2 separate regions of the Mus musculus genome follow, and region 1 is linked to region 2. A link is a contact called in public Hi-C data. All regions are on one chromosome and are shown on one strand. The core of a region is the stretch at or near the end of the contact, and the rest is flanking DNA. Distances in the headings are between cores, read along the strand shown. Region 1 holds the start of 4930572O13Rik (RIKEN cDNA 4930572O13 gene). Region 2 overlaps Zmiz1os1 (a long non-coding RNA gene).

Region 1 (3,860 bases), core at 575-3,074, 160 kb after region 2:
AATATATTTCTGTCTCTATAAATCTGCCTATTACAGACACTTCATATAAATGGCATCATGATATGCAGCTTTTTGTGACTGACTTCTTAGACTTAAAATCCAAGATGGAGAAGATTTATAGATGTGCTTTCCTCTGAGGGCTACATGGGTTCAGATCTTGCATGTAAGTCTTTAATCCATTTGTATGCAGTGTGAGGAAGGGATCCAGCTTCACGGCCTGTGGATATCCAATTACACTGTAAGCATTTGCTGACCTGCTCTTCTTTCCTGTGTCTTGGTATTCTAGGGATACAACAATCAAAGGTCTATAAATATAAAAATAATAGACAGACAGATAGATATAGAGATGACATAAATAGTTAATAGATGGATGAATAGATAGATAGATAGATAGATATAATGGATGGATGCATAGATAGATAGATAGATAGATAGATAGATAGATAGATAGATAGATAGATAGATAGATAGAGATAATGGATGGATGGGTGGATGGATGGATAGATAGATATAATGGATGGATAGATAGATCGATAGATAGATAGATAGATAGATAGATAGATAGATAGATAGATAGATAAATAGATAGATAGAGATACTGGATGGATGGATGGATGGATGGATAGATAGATAGATAGATAGATAGATAGATAGAAAGATAGATAGATAGATAGATAGATAGATAGATAGAAAGAAAGAAAGAAAGATAGATAGATAGATAGATAGATAGATAGATAGATAGATAGATAGAGATAATGGATGGATGGGTGGATGGATGGATAGATAGATATAATGGATGGATAGATAGATCGATAGATAGATAGATCGATCGATAGATAGATAGATAGATAGATAGATAGATAGATAGATAGATAGATAGATAGAGATACTGGATGGATGGATGGATGGATGGATGGATAGATAGATAGATAGATAGATAGATAGATAGATAGATAGATAGAAAGATAGATAGATAGATAGATAGATAGATAGATAGATAGATAGATAGATAGAAAGAAAGAAAGATAGATAGATAGATAGATAGATAGGTAGATAGATAGATAGATAGGTAGGTAGATAGAAAGATAGATAGATAGATAGATAGATAGATAGATAGATAGATAGATATAATGGATGGATGGATGGATGGATGGATGGATGGATGGATGGATGGATGCTCTCTTCCATGTCACAGTGCATGTCATTCATTCCCTGTTCACTGGTGCAGTATTCAATTTGATGGGTTTGCAGCAGGAGTCAGTCCATCTAGAATCCTGGGGATTGAACTCAGGTCACCAGGCTTGTTGGCAAGCATCTTCATCCAATGAGCAGTCACTCTGGCCCTATATTATAACACATAATGTAAACATCAATCAACAGCTTGCATCCAATCCTTTGGGTCAATTATGAGAAGTGAGATTGTTGCTGTTGACGTTGTATCATTTTGAATGGCCGCTAAAGTGCTTGAGCTCTCTCCTCATTCAGTGATGCTCGAAGGGTCTTGTTTGTCCACATCCGACAGCCGCTCTTCAACTTTTGTCTTTATTTAAACCACCCCAGCAGGTGTGAATTGGTATTTTGTTACCGTTTTGATTTGTATTTCCTACTAATGAACCATTCTGATCACTTTCTGTTCGATACTGTGTATCTTCTCTGGAGAAACATTTATCAAATTCCTTGCCCATTCTAAAGTGTGTACATTTTCTCTATTTGTTACTAAATTGTAAGAGGTTCAGAATATACAGAGAGAGAGGGAGGATTCTAGAATCTTATTGTGATGAAATCTAGTCTGTTTTTCTCTTTGGAGTTTGTATTTTGGCCTCAGATATAAGAAGCAGTGCCAAATCAGGGGTTGGTGAACTCTCATGCTTTCTTTCCTTAAAGTATTTTTACATGTTCGGACATTGCTTTGCATGGGGTGTGATGGTAAGGATCCGATTTCGTTCTTTTGTTTGTGGATATTCAACTGTTCCAGCAACATTTGCTGATTAGCCTGCTCTTTCTTATTGTCTTGGCATGCTTGTCAAAAAGCAACTGACCACAAGTGGGGCATGGTTTAGTGATTAATTAGCTGGTCAGGCACACAGGGGGACCAACGTTCAAGATCTCCAGAGCTCATGTATATACTGGGTACGTGTAGTAACCAGTCTAGAGTTCCATCCTCAAAAGGTAGAGAAAGGGAACCCTGGGTCAAGTTCTCTGGTGAGATCAGCTGTATTAATGAGTTATGGGTTCATAAGACAGGCCACTTCAAAAGTAATAAGGTGGAAAAGTAGTTGAGGATTCCTGACATCAGCCTCTGGCTTCTAAATGTGTGCACAGACATGAACAAAGGCACACACACATGAGTACAGGCACTCACATACATGTGCGCCAACACACATGTGAACACAAACATAAACATGCATGGATACATACTACATACACAAACACATGACAAAAAGAAGAAAAAGGAGAAAACAAACAAAAACCCATTAATTGACTATACATGTATTGATTCTATTTATGGACCCTGAGATCTATGCTATGGATCTATATGTTTATTTTTGTGTGAGTATCATAGAGTCTCTATAGTAAATCTTGACACCAGGAAGTGGGAATTTTCATACTTGATTCTGTCTAGAAATCCTTTTTGGCTCCGTTGAGTGCCTTGTGATTCTATAAGAATTTGAAGAGTAACTTGTCAATTTCCATCCTGAAAGGCAGATGCGATTTTGAGAGGGGTTTGCTGAATGTAGACATCTGTTTGCTGGGGACTGCCAGCCTGTTAACAAATGATGGCTAGGCGGGCACCAAACCCTGGGGCTTTTTCTGAGCTGTAAGTGAACACCTTCTTTGCCTGGCAAAAGCAGTGTAGCTCCATGGAATGCTGGGGCGGGCTCGGAAATTACTTCTATTGGAGTCGACCTATTAGGGCACAGCAGCAGCTCCCCCGAGGCCAGTTCTCAGCCACTCCACACACCACGAGGCTTCTATTACTTAGTCCAGCACAGCTTTAAATACCTCCGGGCACCCCCTCCACCGCTTCCTGTGGAATACTATTTCACAGCCTAATAGATCTTCCTAGGGGAATTTTCTCTCTCACTTAGCCACATTTCTTTCTCCATCCAGGCCCACTGTTTCCGCAAGACCATACCATTTCTGGATGGATCGGCCTGCTTGGAGCTCCAGTGTCTCACAGCCTCAGAGGGAACCTTTATCTGAGTTGCTGAGCAAACTCTGGGTACACCAATGAAGGCTTGCTAAGGAGACTCTGGCAAGAGCTACCGACGTGCTCTTCTGCTCCTGAGGTTCAGATGTAGCCAGTGCAAGCAAACACTGAATCTAAGAAGTTCCATGTCAAGAACGTGGGGGGCCCCCTCTGTCGTTTGGAATGAATAACTTGCACCCCTTTTATGGTAAATGGAATGAAGCCAGGGCTGCTATGGATTTTTTTCCCCAGGCTCTAATAAGAAGGGCAAGGTGTCACATATCAGCTTAGGGACCACTTGTCAAGCTCTGAGCATCTCCAAGGCTAAGGAGGGTTCCCAGGTTACTCTGGGGAGAGCCCAGGCATGTCTGTGTGTGACCCAGAGGAGACCCATAAAGCTTGGTCAAGTGTCTTCTGAGCCTGGGCTCTGTGCTATTGACTTGTCCATATTCAGCTTTCTATTCTTGTTGCCTTTAAGAGTTGGGGTTCCACAAGGAGGAGCATCCACAGAGGGGAACAGCCAAGGCTGTGCCGTATGGCATGTACAGCTGTACGGGCTGGAGTCTAGGCTCATTTTGATTCTTTCCAGTATATAACTGAGCCTGGTTTTCTTCACCCGTGAGATGGAGTAGGCACAATACAGAGCTTCAGAGACCTGGGTAGGTGACTC
Region 2 (3,834 bases), core at 891-3,390:
ACATTCCAGATGTGGCCCCCAGCAACACCTCTGGCTGGGAGGCAAATGTCAGCTTCCCTGTGGGTTCTGGGGAAGAAGGGGGTCTAGTCCTACATTTGTTAGCAGAGTATAGAGTCACATCAGCCCCAGTCGTGCGGTAAGGCAGTGTCTTCTACAGCTGAGACAGAAAGGTTGGTGTTTGGCTTGAGAGCATCGGGACAAAGGCCTCCTTCACGGGTCTGTTAGAATAAGAAGGGGTGCCTTTTCTGAGCTGAAGTTGCTTGAACTCTACTGAAGGGCGTTTAGATTTCCCACGGGGGAAGCCATGATGCTGAGACCTCTGGATATTCACTGCTACTTCCTCCATTCCTCTGCTTCCATCCTTCTAACTCCCTTCCCCCAACCCACTCTCACATTGTTCTCCTGTTCTGGGCCAGGTCAGCACGGCAAGACTGCTATCAAGGAGACATGTGTAGTTCCGGGTCTTGGGGCTCATTATCGACTGCAGCAGTTGCTGTGGCTGCTGGACCATCAGGATCTGTGGATGTGTTTAGACAGATGGAGGAATTACAGATGGGCTCAGGAGCTGTACGCGGGATACTGGAGGTTGGTGCTTTCTCCCTGGAGGCTGAGATTTGCAACTCTAGGCTAGATTTGTAAACTGTCAAATCTCAAGGCATTTGAACTCTGCTCTGAGGGGGCAGTGTGAAGTTATAAGCCGTGATGGTCATGATCACAGCTGCCTGTGCTTTAAGAGGTAGGGGATTGAGCAGGAAGGGAACACAGAGATGGTAAGAGACACTGGAAGGGGATAGGATAATGTTAAAATGGATGATGGTGATGTTTGCTGACCCTGATGGTACCGATGAGGTGATGATAAAGGCAATGGCAGTAGTTGAGGGAGTGTGCTGGTGAAGATGGTGATGGTGGTGGTGTTGACAGCAATGGCAATGACAAAGTGATGATGTTGACCGTGATATTTGTGTGTTTGTGGTGATGGTATCGACGGTGTTGATGATGATTATGGTGATGGTAGTAGTCTTGGTGGTGGTAATGGTGATGGGTCATGGTGGTAATGTTTGTAATATTGGTGGCGATGTTTATGGTCTTGGTGGTGACAATGATGATAGTGGCTTTTTTTTTTTAAGTTGGCAGTGATGCTGATGATTATGGTGATGATAGTGGTGGTTGTGGTGCTGCTGTTGATGGTGGTGACAGCGATGGTGAAGGCTGTGGTTGTGGTAATGTTGGCAGTAGTGAATCCTGACCAGGAGAGAATCTAGAAGGTGCAGAAGAGCTGATGTAATGGTATTTGATGACAGGAGCCATTTGCATTAGGGGAGGTGTGAGGTGATGGCTTTGGATGTTCTTATAGCCTATCGGATATCTAGGTGGTGTCCAGTGGACAGTGAGTACTGGGATCTGGAATTTAGCCAGACAAAGATGAGAGCGGTAGAGAATACACCTGCTTTGGGCATGAGATGCCCGAGAGAGGGCACAGAGGGACAGAACCAGAGCCAGGGTCTCTGTGGCTTCCTGATGTTCAGAAGGGTTTCCGAGTCTCCAGGCTTCCTAGGCTCTGCCCAGGGGCTGGAATCCAGGCTTCTCTGCTTGCCTCTCACCAGTGTCACACTCAGTGTTTTTATTCCTCGCCAGGTTCTCAGGAGGATGACATTTGAAAAGGGAGCTCTGTGCTAAAAAAAAAAAAAATCTCTTTCTAACCCAGGTGAAGGAATTGCCATCCTGTGGGGTTAAGAGAAGGGCCTGGGTGACCCCTTGTGACAGCTGGTCCAGGCTGGAATCAATCTGGAGCTCTGCAAAGGGATCGTGGTGTGTGGAGCAGCCTGCGAATAGGGATCTCTTTATAAGGAGGCTCCCTTCTCCCTTAACAAGCCCAGCGAGTCTGCAGTGGGTCTGGTGGAGGGGGTTGCAGCAGAGACGGTGGCAGGGCTTGAGGAGGTGCCTGATTACAAGTCCTCTAAAACCTGGGCTATGGCTCCAGCCAGATGTCGTCCCAGTGAGCACGTGGCCCTGCTGTGGCCCCAGTTTGGCTGCCGATGACTGCCTGGCCTTTCCTGCCCTCTCCTGCCACAGGCCCTCACACCAGGCCGGAATGTCCTCAGGAAGCGGCATCTCGCTCTGCAGAGGGAGCTTTGCTTCTGGACTCCTGGCTGCAGCTCCAGCCAGGATGTTTTGCAATGAGCCTGGGGAAGCGTCCATTCCGGGAAGATCAGGGAGTGGACGGTGCTTGCCAGCAGGGGTCTGGGTGAGAGGGCAGCCACTGCCTGCTGGGCTGGGGTGGGACAGCCCATTCCTCAGGCCCTGTGGGACCTTGGCCTCTAAGCTGTTTATCTGTCTGTCTGCCTGTCCATCTGGATTAGAGGGGCTGGCTTGCTCACTTCAGTTCCCCAAAGGGCTCCCAACTGCAGGGCAGCTTGAGCCTTCTTTCGCTTTATTTCATCTTGGAATGTTTTTGAATATGACTCAAAAGCGATTACAAATTGAAAAGGTACGCCTGCTTCCAGCCACACTGCCCCTGCCCAGGATCCTGGGCCCCAGGAGTAAACTCCCTCAAGTCCCTTTTGTAGTTTGTTGTCTAGTGTTCTGTTTGCAAACAGAAGTGGCTGCTCCTACCCCAGAGGAATCATGCTATGTGCGATGCTTAGGGCTTTGTTCTCCAAAGGGCCACATGACTGTCTGCACAGGACTCCAGCAGGGGTCATCAAGCGCCATGTGGATCCCTCACATAGGACTGTCTGTATTTGCTTTGGAGGAACATGCTGGAGGTGCAAGGCTCTCTACTTTCTTAAGAGCCAGTCCCTTCTCTGGTCTAACCTGTTCCTCCTACTTTCTCATGTAGCCACATTGACAGGAGAAGACCCCGAGGAAGCATGCCCAAGGGAAAACTGTAAATGACAAAGCCGAGGACTTCAATTCAGGTGGACTGGGATTCGACTCTTTCCTCTTTGTCTGTTGTACTGTTGGGAACTTTAGACCTATGGAGTCTTCTATTTTTAGGAGCCAGACCTTCGAAAATTGGAGAGGGCCAGCCAGTATGTCAAGATCTCACGGCTGCCCTTCCCTCTTGTCCTGACACCTGAGCTCTCCTGTGTGTGAAGGATTTCCGCATGCCCAGAAGACAGCTTCAAGCTTCCAGAGCCAGGCACACTTATAGAAGAAAGGAATAAAACCATTTTACAGATGTGTATGCCGAGGCAGCTGAAAGCAATTGCTGACTTGGGTCATGGTTTAAGTCAGGGTGGGTTCTGGGCCCCTGGCCCTCACATGTCCCTACCCAGCATCCTCTTTACCTGCTCTTCCCCCATAGTGTCACTTTGTGCTTTGTCCCTGAAGGCTTTTACCTGTCTTCTCCACTTTTCTCAGCCTTGTTTACCTGACGGTTCCTTTCCTTGGTCTTCACTGGCTAAGGTCAGCCTCTGGTGTGTATGTATGTGTGTGTGTGTGTGCACATGTGTGTGTGCATGTGTGTATGTATGTAAGTGGGTGTGTATGTGTGAGTGTGTGTGTACATGTGTGAGTGTGTTATATGTGCGAGTGTATGTGTATGTGTGGGTATGTATATGTGAGTGTGTGTATGCATTCTGTGAGTGTATATGTAAGTGTGAGTATGTGTAAATGATTATGTGTGTATATATGGGTGGGTATGTATATGTGTGAGTATGTATACGTATGTGACTTTATATGTGTGTGTATGTGTGAATGAGTGTGTGTATGTGTGTGTGTTAACTGAAGCATGATCTTGGTGGTATATTATCCATGTTCCTTCAGAGTTATGTGTCTAGAATTCCACATGCCCTGTTAGGCTATCAATTCTTTTGAGGAAAAAAGTTGATA

The links. Hi-C and Micro-C count contacts between places; a contact is called where the count stands out from the background.
Region 1: a Hi-C map of embryonic fibroblasts shows a contact between it and region 2, with 2.8 times the contacts expected there. The contact joins the promoter of 4930572O13Rik here to the enhancer-like site in region 2. A contact is called at or near these places in 2 of 484 Hi-C or Micro-C datasets (the 63-12 cell line and embryonic fibroblasts) and 3 of 115 datasets of contacts at active chromatin or transcription factors (embryonic basal ganglia, large pre-B cells and pancreatic cancer cells).

What each region holds. Positions count from the first base shown.
Region 1 is chr14:25,141,205-25,145,064 of GRCm38.p6, reverse strand. It overlaps 4930572O13Rik (RIKEN cDNA 4930572O13 gene), which reads left to right and starts at 1,824. Exons shown (of 3, transcript NR_045718.1): 1 at 1,824-1,926; 2 at 3,112-3,398. The region is part of intron 4 of Gm32224 (a long non-coding RNA gene); the gene reads right to left.
Region 2 is chr14:25,302,972-25,306,805 of GRCm38.p6, reverse strand. All of the region lies in intron 2 of Zmiz1os1 (a long non-coding RNA gene), which reads left to right. It overlaps LOC115486423 (a long non-coding RNA gene), which reads left to right. Exons shown (of 2, transcript XR_001781198.1): 2 at 417-3,185. Among named protein-coding and RNA genes, the nearest start is that of Gm41113, 74 kb to the left of the region's middle. Within about 2 kb of position 2,140, at least 107 of the 459 cell types and tissues checked have an H3K27ac peak or open chromatin away from gene starts, as enhancers often do. A contact at or near this core is called in embryonic fibroblasts and pancreatic cancer cells, where this site is marked.